Regions from separate parts of the Mus musculus genome. Here all the other regions are linked to region 2. Evidence: chromatin contacts called from public HiCAR-type and HiChIP or PLAC-seq data. All regions are on one chromosome and are shown on one strand. Each heading gives the region's core, a stretch centred on a gene start, on an enhancer-like site or on the middle of the called end of the contact. The rest is flanking DNA. Distances are from core to core; before and after follow the strand shown.

Region 1 (4,530 bases), core at 1,068-3,567, 250 kb after region 2:
TGTCCTGGCGACATGAGAACCTGGGACCTAAGTGAGAGAGAGAAGAGGGTTAGTCCAGGAGAAATCTGGCAGAATACGGTTCTCTCTGGGAAAGAGAGGTCTTGTTTTAGATGGATGAAGTCTCAGTTCCTGGCTCTCCAAATTTCTTTTCCCTGAACAGTATACCTGCTGCTGAATTCTGACAGCATGCTGGCTTGCTTGCTTTTCCTTCTATATTCCCCTGCTCCAGAGGAGTGTCTTTCCTGGCATTTCCCCTTTCCAACTGGCAAAGTAGGTATTGCCTATATTAGAAAATGATCACGTTATCAGAAAGACAGTATGGACAATATGTGGGACCCGGGAAGTAAAGGGATATGTGTTTGGTTAAGATTGAGCCCAGAGGGGCTGGTGAGATGGCTCAGTGGGTAAGAGCACCCGTCTGCTCTTCCGAAGTTCAAATACCAGCAACCACATGGTGGCTCACAACCATCGAGATCTGACTCTCCTGGAGTGTCTGAAGACAGCTACAGTGTACTTACATATAATAAAAATAAATAAATAAAAAAAAACAAAAACAAAAAAAAAAAAAAAGAGCCCAGAGCTGGGCAGTGGTGGCACACTCCTTTAATTCTAGCGCTTGGGAGGCAGAGGCAGGTGGATTTCTGAGTACGAGGCCAGCCTGGTCTACAGAGTGAGTTCCAAAAGATTGAGCCCAGAGCATGTCTTGATTCTCAGCACTTGGGAGGCAGAGGTAGGTGGATCTCAGAGAGTTTAAGGCTAGCCTGGTCTACCTAGTGAGCCAGGGCTGCATAATGAGATCTTATTTAAAACAGACAGACAGACAGACAAACAGACAGACAGACAGATTGACTGGGCTCAGTCTTTCTACTAGGGGTACAGGGACCTGGAGCGCTAAACCCCCTCAGCTCTGTGGGCAAGCCTGCCCTTGATTGCTCAATGATCCTCTTCTAGTCCTACCACTATACATGTGACAAGAGAAATAACCAGGCCCATCTGTCCCTGTCTTAGGAAGGACAGCTGCCGAGCCTCCCCCACAAATACCTCTTTGCTGGCTCCTCTCTTCCTTTGGCCCTGGCTCTAGCTCCTGTGCTTTCTCCCCAGTCCCTGTCTCCCCACAGTCTCTGTCCTCAGGGACCTTGTGGCCTGACCCTGTCCTCTCTCCCTTGTCTTCCTCAGGCTTTCTCTGCGCCTCAGAGAGGATGGGCTATCTACTGAGGCGTATGGCCTGGATCCCGGAATTCTCCAGTTGAATAAGAGATGCCTTCTAAGATTAGGAAGCCTAGTGCTGGGATAGTGGGAAGAACGGTGCGCGCGCGCGCGCGCGCGCGCGCGCGTGTGTGTGTGTGTGTGTGTGTGTGTGTGTGTGTGTGTGTGTGTGTAGGATGGGGAGGCTTGTCTAGAAAAGCAGGACAAAGGAGGTGGGGACTGAGCTGGAGAGGAAGAGGGTCATCTCTTGGATGAAGGAAAAGCATGAGAGAGCCAGAGGTGGTAGTTGGATGGACTTGAGAGCAGGTTGGGGTGCTGGTGAATTATGACTCCACTCAGGGAAGCACTGCTTGATTCTGGGAAGCACAGGCTAGGTTCCTGTCCCTGGGAAGTGAAGAAAGAGGAGAGACCTTAGAAGGGAAATAGGAATACAGCCAGAGTGAAAGGAAGGGGGTGCTGTGGGTCCTAGGTAGGGGTGGATCGGTGTCATTTTCAAAGACAAGTCCTCATCCTCCAGCGGCCCATCTCGTTCAAGAGTGCCACAGGCCCGAGGCTCAGCCTCTGCCCTTCACTAGCCTGAGCCTCTGGTCTTGGGGTGGACACCACCTCCAGGGGTGGTCGCAAGGAGCGTGTGTGGGGGTGTCGAGGCCCGCCTCTCCTCTCCCTCTTTGCGCCCCCTAGTTCCTCCCTTCCCCCTACCCACTCCGCTCCCCCCTCCTCCAGTCCCTCCCTCCTCCCCTGCCGGGTCCCAGCCTGTCCCCCTCCCCCACTCGCGATCCGGCCGCTGCTGCTGGGCCGGACCCCCCGGGCTCAGCCGGGCTCCTTGTGGAGCCGCCGCCGCGCCCCGTTTGCTGAAGAGGAGGCCCCGGGCCCGGACGCCTGGCGCGGGCATAAAACGGGCCAGAGCCGGCGCCTAGGGCACTAAAGTGGAGTACGGCCCGGGTCAGCGCCCCTCCGCCCGCTCTCTCCCGCCCCGCCCGGCCGGGAGCCGACCAGGCGACTGTGAGACGAGCCCCTCGCCACTGCCCCCCTCCTGGCCCCGGCCCCCTCCTGCCGGCCCGCCTCCGGTCCGGCCCTACTCCCTCTCCTGCTCCCTCCTCCCGCCCGCCTCCCCAGCTGTCTGCTCCGCGTCATGCCGAGCCTCCCGGCCCCGCCGGCCCCGCGGCTGCTCCTCGGGCTGCTGCTGCTCGGCTCGCGGCCGGCCAGTGGCACTGGCCCTGAGCCCCCAGCACTGCCCATCCGTTCCGAGAAGGAGCCGCTGCCTGTCCGGGGAGCGGCAGGTAGGTGGGCTCCAGGGGGAGGTGCGGGAGGGGAGTCTGACTCCTGGCAAGTCTACATCCACAGGGAGAGGGCCCCGGGCGCAGGTGGCTTCGCGCAGCGGGAGGGTGGGAGGGGAAAGCAGAGGCGGCGAGGTGCACGGTGCCAAGGGACCATGGGCCTGGCGGGCAGAGCCCGGAGCAGGCATTACGGCACGAGCAACCGGACAGCGGCCGCCAGCCAAGCCCGTCCCCGCAGGCTGCTCCTTCGGCGGGAAGGTCTATGCCTTGGACGAGACGTGGCACCCGGACCTGGGGGAGCCTTTTGGGGTGATGCGCTGCGTGCTGTGCGCCTGTGAAGCGGTGAGTGGATAACGCAGCTGCCTGCCCTACTCTAGAGGGTAGCGGAACGCTGGTGTCCTAAGTAGTAGACTCGGAGATGCTCAGGGGAAGGCTGGTCCGCAAATCGGAGGAAACCGCTTTCAAGTCTGCGGTGTTGACAGTTATTGATCGCCCACAATGTGACTGGCTTTTAGCCAACTTCCCCCCTCCCGTTACAGTATTGCTAGATAAATGACATTATTAGTTCTACTTTGCAGACAGGGACGCCGAGGCTCAGAGAAGTTAAGAAACTTTGGACGGGCCATGTAACTTGTAAATAGCAGAATTGACTGTCTGCAGCCCTGGGGTCTGATGGTTTCATTCCCTTAATTTTCCTATGTTCTCTGCCATCAGCCTCAGTGGGCTCGCCGTGGGAGGGGTCCTGGCAGGGTCAGCTGCAAGAACATCAAACCTCAGTGCCCCACCCTGGCCTGCAGGCAGCCGCGCCAGCTGCCAGGACACTGCTGCCAGACCTGCCCGCAGGGTGAGGCCCGCTGTGCCCGGAGTTAGGAGGGTGGAAGGCTCTACACTAGGTCCTGTACGACTTGCATCGCGGAGGAGGACTGGTCCTCCTGGTACCTTTCTGAAGCCAGCCGTCTTATTCCTTACCCCGGATGCAGAGCGCAGCAATCTAGATCCACAGCCCGCTGGCCTGGTCTTCGAGTATCCAAGGGATCCAGAGCATCGCAGTTACAGTGATCGAGGGGAACCCGGCGTTGGGGAGCGGACCCGTGCTGATGGCCACACAGGTAGGCTGGGGTGGAGGTGGGCCTGATGAAGTTTGAGTCCCGCGGCAAGGCTTGACAGTGCTCAGGCCATCTTCTCTTCTCGAAGACTTTGTGGCGCTGCTGACAGGACCGAGGTCGCAGGCGGTAGCTCGTGCTCGAGTCTCTTTGCTGCGCTCAAGTTTACGCTTCTCTGTCTCCTACCAGCGGTGAGACCGGGAAAAGGGCAAGGACTAGGAGTAGTAAAGGGGGCAATAAAGAGGAGCCTGTAGGCTATAGATCCAGTCTCACTGGACCTCTCTTCACAGGCTGGACCGTCCCAGCAGGGTTCGTTTCACAGATCCCACAGGCAACATCCTGTTTGAACACCCTGCAACCCCCACCCAGGATGGCCTGGTGAGATGATGCCATTTAAGAGTGCTTATCCAAAATCGGCACTTGCTGAGAGCATGCTTTGCATTGCCTCCTTTGGTTCTCACAACAGCCCAGTGGGAGAAAGGCCCTGACATTATGATGCCCATTTTACAGAGGAGGGAACTGAGGCTCAGAATAGCAGAATGTGATTTGTTCAAGGTCATTTGGCTAGTAAGTGGTAAGCCAGGACTTAAAATCAAGGCTCATGGGTCCTTCTTAAGAGGGTCTGGGGTCTCCCTTCCATGCTCCTTCCTCATTAGACCTGGGTCTTTTAGGTGGCTTGTCCTGCATAATTACAGTAGGCATTCTTCCCTCTTCTCTCAAGGTCTGTGGGGTGTGGCGGGCAGTGCCTCGGCTGTCTGTGAGGCTCCTGAGGGCAGAGCAGCTTCGGGTAGCCCTTGTGACATCCACTCACCCTTCAGGAGAAGTCTGGGGGCCTCTCATTTGGCAGGGTGCTCTCGCTGCAGGTAAGGGGAGTGAGCAGTTCTCAGATGTCAAGAGCTGAGCCTTCAATAACCCAAGGGTGGGTGGACTGAAGAGAGGATTTT
Region 2 (5,062 bases), core at 946-3,445:
CTTGTAGGGAACTGGGGGAACTCTCTAGAAGGACTGGGTAATCTAAAACTTCACTGGTGGGTGCTAGGGAGTCATAGGGGGTCAGTGGCCCGCATTCCTATGTCATGAATGTTTAACCATAGGATGAGATAAGGCTGCCCAGCACAGTTGGCCCATTCTGAGATAAGATAGTTTCCCATTTTGTGATTATCCCCGGGCTGTTATTTGGGAGGGGGCTTTGTGATTTTGTTCTGAATTTTATGGTCTATCTCTGGAGCTGGTCTTTTATGGCCTAGTTTCTGGGACTTACGGTCTGTTCCTGGAGCTGGTGCCTTACGGCCATTTTTTTCTAAATCAGGCCTGGTCCTTAAATGGAGACAAATGGGGCTCTTGTTGTCCTTTCATGAGGCTTATGTTGTCCTTTCATGAGCATGTAAATGAACACTCCAGCACTGAGCTCTGGCTTGTTCAGCCCAGACAGGATCTGAGCTGCCACCTTCCAGTCTTTGCCTTCCAAGTACCTGACATTATTTGCTTGCCTTACAGGCCTGTTCAGGAATCTCTTTATCAGAGTGTGGAGGTTTAGCTCCTGACGTCAGGTCTGGGAATGGATCCAGGGCAGATCCAACTCTCCCCCTTTCAACTTGTTCATAACTTTAAACTTGAACACTTAGATGAGACTTAAGTGCTGTTCAGACCAAATTTCTACCCAAAGTATAACTCTTTCTGGGACAAAGAAAAACCCTCTAGAAATGGAGGCCACAAACCTCCTGGGGAAGCTTAACAAGGTGGAAATTGCACCCCCCCCACACACACACACACACTAGGCAGACAGCTCTCTAGCTCGCTTTCTCTCTCTCTCTCTCTCTCTCACACACACACACACACACACACACACACACACATACACGGCAGATAGCCCCCCATACACACACACACTAGGCAAACAGCCCTTCCCCACTAGGCAGACAGCTCTCTAGCTTGCTCTCTCTCTCTCTCTCACACATACACGGAAGATAGCCCCCCCACACACACACACACTAGGCAAACAGCCCTTCCCCACTAGGCAGACAGCCCCACACACTCACACACACACACACACACAGGGACAGACATACACACACACTAGACAGACAGACAGACAGACACACACACACACACACACACACACACACACACACACACACACACACACGGCAGACAACCAGTATGGGGCATTCTTGGACCTCCAAGGTCTTATTTAAGATCTGCCTGGGATGTCACCTACTGTGACTTCAGTGGAGACAAATAAAGAGGATAAAATAGGCCTAAGACCTCAGGGGCAAAAATGAGGGTGTCTGGTCAGAAAATAAAGAAGGCACTGTGCTTGGTGATCTGATCGCTACTTTTCATGTTGCTGTAATTAAATACCCAACAAAAGTAACATAAGAGGGGGGTTGTTCCCACCCTGAGGGTACATCCATCACGGAGCAGAAGGCCTGGCAGTGGCAACAGTGGCAACGGCAGCTGTATATCAGCGCACTTTCTCCTTTTTATTCATTCTAAAACTCTAGCCCATGGAATCCAGGCAAAGAAAAGAAGAAGAAAAAAAGACGACCCTGCACAGAGCCTTTACCCTGGAGCGTGGCTCATTTTCCGTTGGTAGTAGTCAGAGGCAGGAAACTTCTAGCACTGTGGATGGACAACAGTGATGTCTACCCAGTCTGTGCTTATTTAGCGCCAGAATTGTATGGGACCTTCAGTTTTAACACTTCACTCAGATTCCTAAAGTAATTATCTGTGTCTACCTAGGCTCAGGACAACTTGTGACCTAGCGTGTAAACACTTCTCTCTGACCCATGAGTTTCTACAACACAATCAAGCCTTTCAATCTTGAGTAAAGCACACCCTCAGAGTAATGTAAAAAATGGAGGGAAGCAATTTAAAAATATTTTAAGACTTCCCTGAAATTTTTATACAGTGTATTTGATCATATTTATACCTTTCAACTTTTCTTGCCTCTGCCTTTACCTTCCTCCCTTACCCAACTTGTGCTCTTAGCTTTTTTAGTTCAAATTCCATTATTCAAATGGTTGGGTGTGGGGCCAGTCCTGGAAATTGGCCAACCTACCAGGAGTTACACCCTTAAAGAAAACTGATCCTCCCAGATCCAGCTGTCATCAAAAACAAATAGCTCCTCTGCTGGGGTTGGACTTCCGGCCAAGGTCCACCAGGAGATTCCTAACATTCCTTAGAGTTAAAATTTGGTTTTCCCACTCTGGTGCAGGCCTGTGGCCTTGGTCCTGCTGAGATGCTTAGAAGCTTTATTTAAAAAGTCTGGGTCCCCATGAAACCCTACAATACTCAGGCTTACCAGGACATTTGGTAGTGAAAGACCCACAACGTGAGGACTCCCCCATGTTCTGACTCAGGAGAGGCGACACCCCAAATCACTCATAAGAAATGGTCTTGCTGCAAACTGCAAGAGGATTTTTATTCAAGAGTGATCTCGGGGGCCCACGGTCATACACCATGCAGGGGTAGAGGACCGTGGCGCGCCAAGTAGCTGGGTAAGGGGGTATTTAAAGGAAGAAACCACAACTCAAGGAAGTGGGGAGGGCGTTGTTGGTTAAGAGTCCCAAGGAAGTGCAAAGTCACAAGAGTCACAAGGAATACCTGGTAATTGTGCAGGTTATCTCTCAAGACAGTTTCTAAGAGCCCCTAACAATAGCACATTTGCATAGCGGGTTCCAGCAGTGGTCAGGTTGACTTTCTTTGAATGAACACTCTTTGAACCCAGGAAGCGGGTGGGTGGATGAATGTCGCTATCTGTTTTATGATTAGCATACCTTGGAGCATTAGTCACAGAGGTCATATTCCCAAGCCTGGGCCTAAAGGCCTAGAATTTTGTTTTTACGTTATACTTTCAGTAGGAGTGGAGTTATTGACCCTCGTCATTTTTAAAATCAGGAGTGCTGATAAAAGATTAAAGCTTTGAAAGGTTCCAGTCCTCCCTGTACCTGCCTATGGCCGCCACTAGCTGCTCCCTGAGTCCACTCAGGGTGAATATGCCGGCTACACTTAAGCAAGCTTTGTTAAATGGGAACATGGAATGTCACTGTACATGCTTCTTGTAAAATTACCTAACAGTTGTGTCTCGGCAGCTAAGAGTTGTAGTAAATATTTAATCTCAAAGGGGGGTTCTACTCCACTTTGATCACTCTGTTCCCAGATAAAAAGCACACAACTTTTATTATGTATAATAAGCCTTTAAAGCACTAGAGATGGGCAGATATCCACCCTCTAAGATATTAGTGTCTACTTCCCTACAATTTATAACTAACCATGTTCCATCTGGGCTGCTCCTTTTTTTGTTTGTTTGTTAATTCATTTTCTTTTTTTTAAGATTTATTTTATTTATATGAGTACACTGTAGCTGTCTTCAGACACAGCAGAAGAGGGCATAGATCCCATTACAGATGGTTGCAAACCACCATGTGGTTGTTGGGAATTGAACTCAGGACCTTTGGAAGAGCAGTCAGTGCTCTTAACCACTGAGCCATCTGTCCAGCCCCTGGCCTGCTCTTAAATTCAATTGGCCAGCCGTCATTGCCTTGTTTTCATGGCAAACCTACTCCATGGTGTCTTCTTCTCTCCCCTCCCCCATCCTCTCTCTCTTCTGCATCTTTATTCAACCAATAGTTTTAATTTAAGAAGCAAGGTTACAACAGCATCACTTGGCTGTGTGAGGATTCTTTCATGCCTGAGGCAACCAGAGCCAGCCAGTATTTAGCATTACAATACATAGCAAAAGACCAAACCTCAACCTTTGAAGTTTTCACACAGGATCCGAGTTTAAAGTGCACTAGCTGTAACGCCAGATCTATGTAATCTGGTGCCCTCTTCTGGCCTGTAGAGACACTATAGTTATGTGCTGAACAGCGTACACATACTCAGGCCAAACACCTACACACATAAATAAATCTTTCTTTAAAACACCTAAAAGTGACTCAGCTCTGGGAAAACCATGTCCATGCTTGGGGATGTCTTGTCTTGGCGGGGCAGCTTGTTTTTTTCTAATATTCATATTTATACTGGATGCCATTGATAAACTTTGACTTTGCTTTACATGGGCTCTGATGACATTCTTTTCTATGGAAAGACCCAAGAGACCCTAAGGTTACTTCCAGTGACAACATATGCAATGCCCCCATTTCTTCTCTTTTGATAGCATGGTACCTATACCTTGGGCTGCTCTTCTTACCTAACCCAAACCAGAAATGCCACTGTTCTACTGTTGTGAAGAGACACCATGACCATGGCAACTCTTATCAAAGAAAGCACTTTATTTAATTGGGGATTCCTTACAGTTTCAAAGGTTTAGTCCATTCTCATCATGGTGCAGAACCTAGTGGCACACAGGCAGGCACAGCGCTGGAGAAGTAGCCAAGAGCTCTGCATCTGCATCCAAGAGCAGCAGCAGAAGAGAGAGTGACACTGGACCTGGCTTGGGCTTTTGAAACCTCAGAGCCAATCCCCAGTGACACACTTTCTCCAACAAAGCCACAACTGCTCTAGAAAGGCCACACTGACTAATCCTTCCCTAATGATTTAAATATATGAGCCTACAGGGGACATTCATCTTCAAAACACCACACCTAGGGGATTCTAAATTCTGTCAAGTTGCTAATTGATGTTTTTAGCAACCACAAGTCCATTCCTTATCAACCTGATGTCCAGACATGCCACTAGATAGATAGATAGATAGATAGATAGATAGAGATATAGATAATGTATGTGAGTACACTTTTGCTGTCTTCAGACACACAAAAAAGGCCATCCGATCCATTACAGATGGTTGTGAGCCACCATGTGGTTGCTTGGACTTGAACTCAGGACCCCTGGAAGAGCAACCAGTGCTCTTAGCCACTAAGCCATCTCTCTAGCCCCAGACATACCACTTTTTAAGTCTTAACCATTCAACCCTTGTCCTGTGGCCATCTTGCAAGGAAAAACGCATTAAACCTAATTTTTAAACACCCCCATAGTCTTTTACTGTTCTAAAGTCAATGCAGAGATGCTTCTGTGGCTCAGAGCATCTTTT
Region 3 (4,670 bases), core at 1,864-4,363, 250 kb before region 2:
AAATTTGCTTCCTTTTGTTCTAAAGCTTTCAGGTGTGCTGTCAAGCTGCTCATGTATGCTCTCTCCAGATTCTTTTTGGAGGCACTCAGAGCTATGAGTTTTCCTCTTAGGACTGCTTTCATTGTGGCTATGTTGTGGCTTCATTTTTATTTTCATTAAACTCTAAAATGTCTTTAATTTCTTTATTTCTTCCTTGACCAAGTTATCATTGAGTAGAGTATTTTTCAGCTTCTACGTCTGTGTGGGTTTTCTATTATTGTTATTGAAGATCAGCCTCAGTCCGTGGTGATTTGATAGGATACATAGAATTATTTCAATATTTTTTTATCTGTTGAGGCCTGTTTTGTGACTGATTATATGGTCAATTTTGGAGAAGGTACCATGAGGTGCTGAGAAAAAGGTGTATCCTTCTGTTTTAGGATAAAATGTTCTATAGATGTCAGTTAAATCCATTTGTTTCATAACTTCAGTTAGTTTCACCATGTCTCTGTTTAGTTTCTGTTTCCAGGATCTGTCCATTGATGAGAGTGGGGTGTTGAAGTCTCCCACTATTACTGTGTGCAGTGCAATGTGTGTTTTGAGCTTTACTAAAATTTCTTTAATGAATGTAGATGCCCTTGCATTTGGAACATAGATATTCAGAATTGAGAGTTCATCTTAATAAAATTTACCTTTGATGAGTATGAAGTGTCCCTCCTTATCTTTTTTGATAACTTTAGGTTGAAAGTAGATTTTATTCGATATTAGAATGGCTACTCCAGCTTGTTTCTTGGGACCATTTGCTTGGAAAATTGTTTTCCAGCCTTTTACTCTGAGGTAGTGTCTGTTTGTCACTGAGGTGGGTTTCCTGTGTGCAGCAAAATGTTGGAATTATGTTTATGTGCCTAACTTCTTTTGGGTTTGTTAAAAGGTTACTTTCTTGCTTTTTCTAGGGTGTAGTTTCCCTCCTTATGTTACTGTTTTCCATCTATTATCCTCTGTAGGGCTGGATTTGTGGAAAGATGTTGTGTAAATTTTTTTTCTCATGGAATATCTTGGTTTCTTCATCTATGGTAATTGATAGTTTTGTTGGGTATAGTAGTCTGGGCTGGCATTTATGTTCTCTTAGGGTCTATATGAGATCTGCCCAAGATCTTCAAGCTTTCATAGTCTCTGGTGAGAAGTCTGATGTAATTCTGATAGGTCTGCCTTTATATGTTACTTGACCTTTTTCCCTTACTGCTTTTAATATTCTTTCTTTATTTAATGCATTTGGTGTTTTGATTATTATGTGACAGGAGGAATTTCTTTTCTGGTCCAGTCTGTTTGGAGTTTGGTAGGCTTCTTGTATGTTTATGGGCATCTCTTTCTTTAGGTTAGGGAAGTTTTCTTCTATAATTTTGTTGAAGATATTTACTGGCCCTTTAAGTTGGGAATCTTCACTCTCTTCTATACCTATTATCCTTAGGTTTGGTCTTTTCATTTTGTCCTGAATTTCCTGCATGTTTTGGGTTAGGAGCTTTTTGCATTTTGCATTTTCTTTGACTGTTGTGTCAATGTTTTCTAAGGTATCTTTTGTCCCTGAGATTTTTCTCTTCTATCTCTTGTATTCTGTTGGTGATGTTTGCATCTATGACTCCTGATCTCTTTCCTAGGTTTTCTGTTTCAGAGTTGTCTCCCTTTGTGATTTCTTTATTGTTTCTACTTCTATTTTTAGATCCTGGATGATTTTGTTCAATTCCTTTACCTCTTTGGTTGTGTTTTCCTGTATTTCTTTAAGGGAATTTTTTATTTATGTCCTTCTTATCATCTGCCATCCTTATCATGAGAAGTGACTTTAGATCTATATCTTGCTTTTTTGGTATGATGGTGTATCCAGGACTTACTATGGTTGAAGAGTTGGGTTCTGATGATGCCAAGTAACCTTAGTTTCTGTTGCTTCTGTTCTTCCGCTTACCCCCATCCCCCAATCTGATTATCTCAAGTGCTCCCTGCCCTCCATATATCTGATTGGAGCCTGTCCTTCCTGTAATTCCAGTTGAGTCAGAACTTCTCAGATTCCAGCTTTCTTTGTGATTCTGGGATCCTGTGATGCTAAGATTCTGGGTGTGTCAGAGTTCTTGGCAGTCAAGCTTCCTCTGAGATCCTGAGATCCTGGTGTGACCAAGATCCTGGGATCCTAAGATCCTTGGCGTGTTAGAGCACCTGGAAGGGGTACCTCCTCTGGGACCATGGGGCTGTCCTCTGAGTTCGAAACCAAGGTAGTCTAGCAACTACCAGAAGGAACTGGAGCCACTGGTCGGGCGGGGTTCCTGTGTCCCTGCTCCAGCTGGTCCCAGGCACCCTCAGATCTGTTGGAACAGATCTGTCCCACTCACCAGTGATCCTAAGATCATGGGTGTGCTAGGGCACCTGTGGGGTGGAGAGTCCTCTGGAGACTGTGGGACTGTCCACTGAGTTTGGGCCCAAGGTGACCAGGTGCTGATGACAGCCACTCTCATGTCCTTCTTTGTAAAAGCATATGGGCATGGCTTTATTGTCCTTACACTCTACAACCCTTTGAAGGCTGTGTGCATTACCATGGCAACAGTGAGGCAGGAATTTTTTTTTCTCTTTTGAAGTGAGAAGTCCCAGGTACCCCTAGCTTCCCCAGAGCTCACTGTGTAGTTGCAGGTGACCTTGTACATTTGATCCTCCTGCCTCTGCCTCCCTGAGGGCCGTGCCACACCTAGTTGATGCAGTGCTGCTAATCAAACCCAGGCCTTCCTGATCCCAGAGACTCCTTCATGCTTGGCAGGTCCTCTTACCACTGAGCCACACCCTCAGCTTGAGTGGGAATGACTTTATGTTCCTCACTATACATTTCTTAAGGTTTCCATCTTTTTTTAAAAATGAAGTAAATCAGTATAATGATTCAGGAAGCGGGGCTGTGGCCTAGTTTTCCAGGATGGGGTCCATTGTGTACTGTCTGTGGTCCTAACGGCAGATCGGATGCGTTTGGAATAGGACACATGTCTGCTTTGCTGCTTTGTGAGGCACTGGTTCTCACGACAGTCAGTTCCCTGCCAACTCTGTCTTCCTCAGACTGGGGTCCTTGTCTGCTCTCACCTCAGCTGTCACAGACTGCTTCCTCTTATCTAGAGTGCCTGTCATCCTTCTCCACTGCTGATGACCTCTGCCGGAAGCTGGAGGATCTGCAGCAGTTCCAGAAAAGGGAGCCTGAGAACGAGGAAGAAGTGGATATCCTCAGCCTGTCAGAGCCACTGAAGACAAACATTAAAAAGGAGCAGGAAGAAAAGCAGGAAGAAATGAGATTCTACCTTCCACCAACCCCAGGCTCTGGATTTGTTGGTGACATTACACAGAAGGTGGGAGGCTAAGGCTGTGGTACTGTCAGATCACACACCAGACATTCCACCTCATGAACTTAGACAGCAGTCTGCCCAGTTGACATGTGATTGACTTTTGCCCATAAGTTGTGTTCCCACTCTCCCGTGAAAAATGATTGTGTATTGAACATGGCTACAGAGCAGAGGGGGGTAGTCACAGAGGCTCCTGGGTTTTTTTCTCATCTGCTTCAGATGAAGTGCTTCTCCTTCTTGAAGCATATTGTAATATTTTCAGGTCATACATGAATGAGCAGTCCCCGTCCATCCATACTGTCAACTCCCCGACCCTCTCCACCCCGAGGCCTGTGTTACCTTGTTACTTGGGAGAGAGCTATCAAACCCAATGATACCTAGCAGTTCTTTAGCAGCTGCCTCTGCTAGCTGCTCAGAATGCAAGGGGAAAGGCAGTGTTCACTCCCACCCACACCCACAGGATGCACAGGGGAAGCAGAATAGGGAGTTTCCCAAGGGCTTTTCTTTGCTTCCTGTAAAAATGGTCCCAGAGTCTTGATTTTAGGCCTTCCGAAATACCGCTTGCACTATTATGAATTCTTGGGAGATTCCAGTGTTTCATGATAAGACATTTGGGGATAAAAGCATAATTACATGTTGTTCAGAGTGGTTAAAGAGCCCTTCTTCCAGCCAGGGGCCTGTGTGTACCAGAGAAGCTCACTTGTTTGGGGAAAGGCTTGTTTCTGTTGTTGATGGGACAAATAGCCTTCTTCTCCTCTTCCAGATTGGAATCACCCTGCAGCCTGTGGCGCTGCACAGGAACATGTATGCCTCAGTGGTAGAGGACATGATCTTAAAGGTAGGTACCCGGTAGCACTGTGACCAACGCTGGCCAGTTTGCATTCCAGGGCCTATGAGTAAGGGGCAGAAGGGGACCAGAGAGGCTGATGTTGAAATCCCTTGTCTTACTTAGGGTGTATGTTTCCTTTCTTTTCTGGTTTCCTTCTCCTAGGTAAAGTAAATGAAGTTGTGTTCTGTCCAAGAATTGAGGGGTTTGTTGTGTTGAGGATAGAACCCAGGGTCTCGTACATGCCAGGCAGGTGGTCTGCCATGGAGTCCCCTGGCTCCCACAGCTGTCAACATCTTTTTAGTGTTATTTCTTATGTTTATTAGGAAGTATCCTACTGTAAGAATTATCTGTGCTTTATGATAGACAGGGAGAAAACAGAATCTTGGGTTTTCCCTGCCTCTCACAACAGAGAAACAGCCACTACTGTCCTGTCCCTGGGCAAGGGGTTAAGAAAGATACAGTCTCCATGCCTGGCCTGGCCTGGCCTGGCCCTTACCTCA

Evidence for each region. HiCAR-type assays count read pairs that join an accessible place to other places. HiChIP or PLAC-seq counts read pairs in DNA pulled down with a chosen protein or histone mark.
Region 1: a HiCAR-type map of kidney shows a contact between it and region 2, with 2.5 times the contacts expected there. The contact joins the promoter of Chrd here to the enhancer-like site in region 2. A contact is called at or near these places in 5 of 39 promoter capture datasets (the C10 cell line, liver, neutrophils and 1 more), 2 of 115 datasets of contacts at active chromatin or transcription factors (embryonic stem cells and kidney) and 3 of 9 other capture datasets (adipose tissue, liver and pancreatic islet).
Region 3: an H3K27ac HiChIP or PLAC-seq map of embryonic stem cells shows a contact between it and region 2, with 7 read pairs. The contact joins two enhancer-like sites. A contact is called at or near these places in 8 of 39 promoter capture datasets (the C10 cell line, the HPC-7 cell line, embryonic stem cells and 4 more), 1 of 15 datasets of contacts at CTCF or cohesin (pro-B cells), 50 of 484 Hi-C or Micro-C datasets (B cells, the C10 cell line, the C2C12 cell line and 30 more), 5 of 115 datasets of contacts at active chromatin or transcription factors (bone marrow-derived dendritic cells, embryonic stem cells, extraembryonic endoderm stem cells and 1 more) and 2 of 9 other capture datasets (adipose tissue and pancreatic islet).

Annotation. Positions count from the first base shown.
Region 1 is chr16:20,730,810-20,735,339 of GRCm38.p6, forward strand. It overlaps Chrd (chordin), which reads left to right and starts at 2,318. Exons shown (of 23, transcript NM_009893.2): 1 at 2,318-2,486; 2 at 2,722-2,825; 3 at 3,198-3,327; 4 at 3,464-3,592; 5 at 3,678-3,777; 6 at 3,877-3,964; 7 at 4,308-4,449. The coding sequence starts at 2,339. It also overlaps a transcript of Thpo not described here.
Region 2 is chr16:20,476,541-20,481,602 of GRCm38.p6, forward strand. No RefSeq gene overlaps it. Among named protein-coding and RNA genes, the nearest start is that of Eif2b5, 20 kb to the right of the region's middle. Within about 2 kb of position 2,196, at least 74 of the 459 cell types and tissues checked have an H3K27ac peak or open chromatin away from gene starts, as enhancers often do. A contact at or near this core is called in embryonic stem cells and kidney, where this site is marked.
Region 3 is chr16:20,224,593-20,229,262 of GRCm38.p6, forward strand. Yeats2 (YEATS domain containing 2) reads left to right here. Exons shown (of 31, transcript NM_001145930.1): 28 at 3,121-3,347; 29 at 4,105-4,179. Among named protein-coding and RNA genes, the nearest start is that of Gm41431, 9.7 kb to the right of the region's middle. Within about 2 kb of position 3,114, at least 28 of the 459 cell types and tissues checked have an H3K27ac peak or open chromatin away from gene starts, as enhancers often do. A contact at or near this core is called in embryonic stem cells, where this site is marked.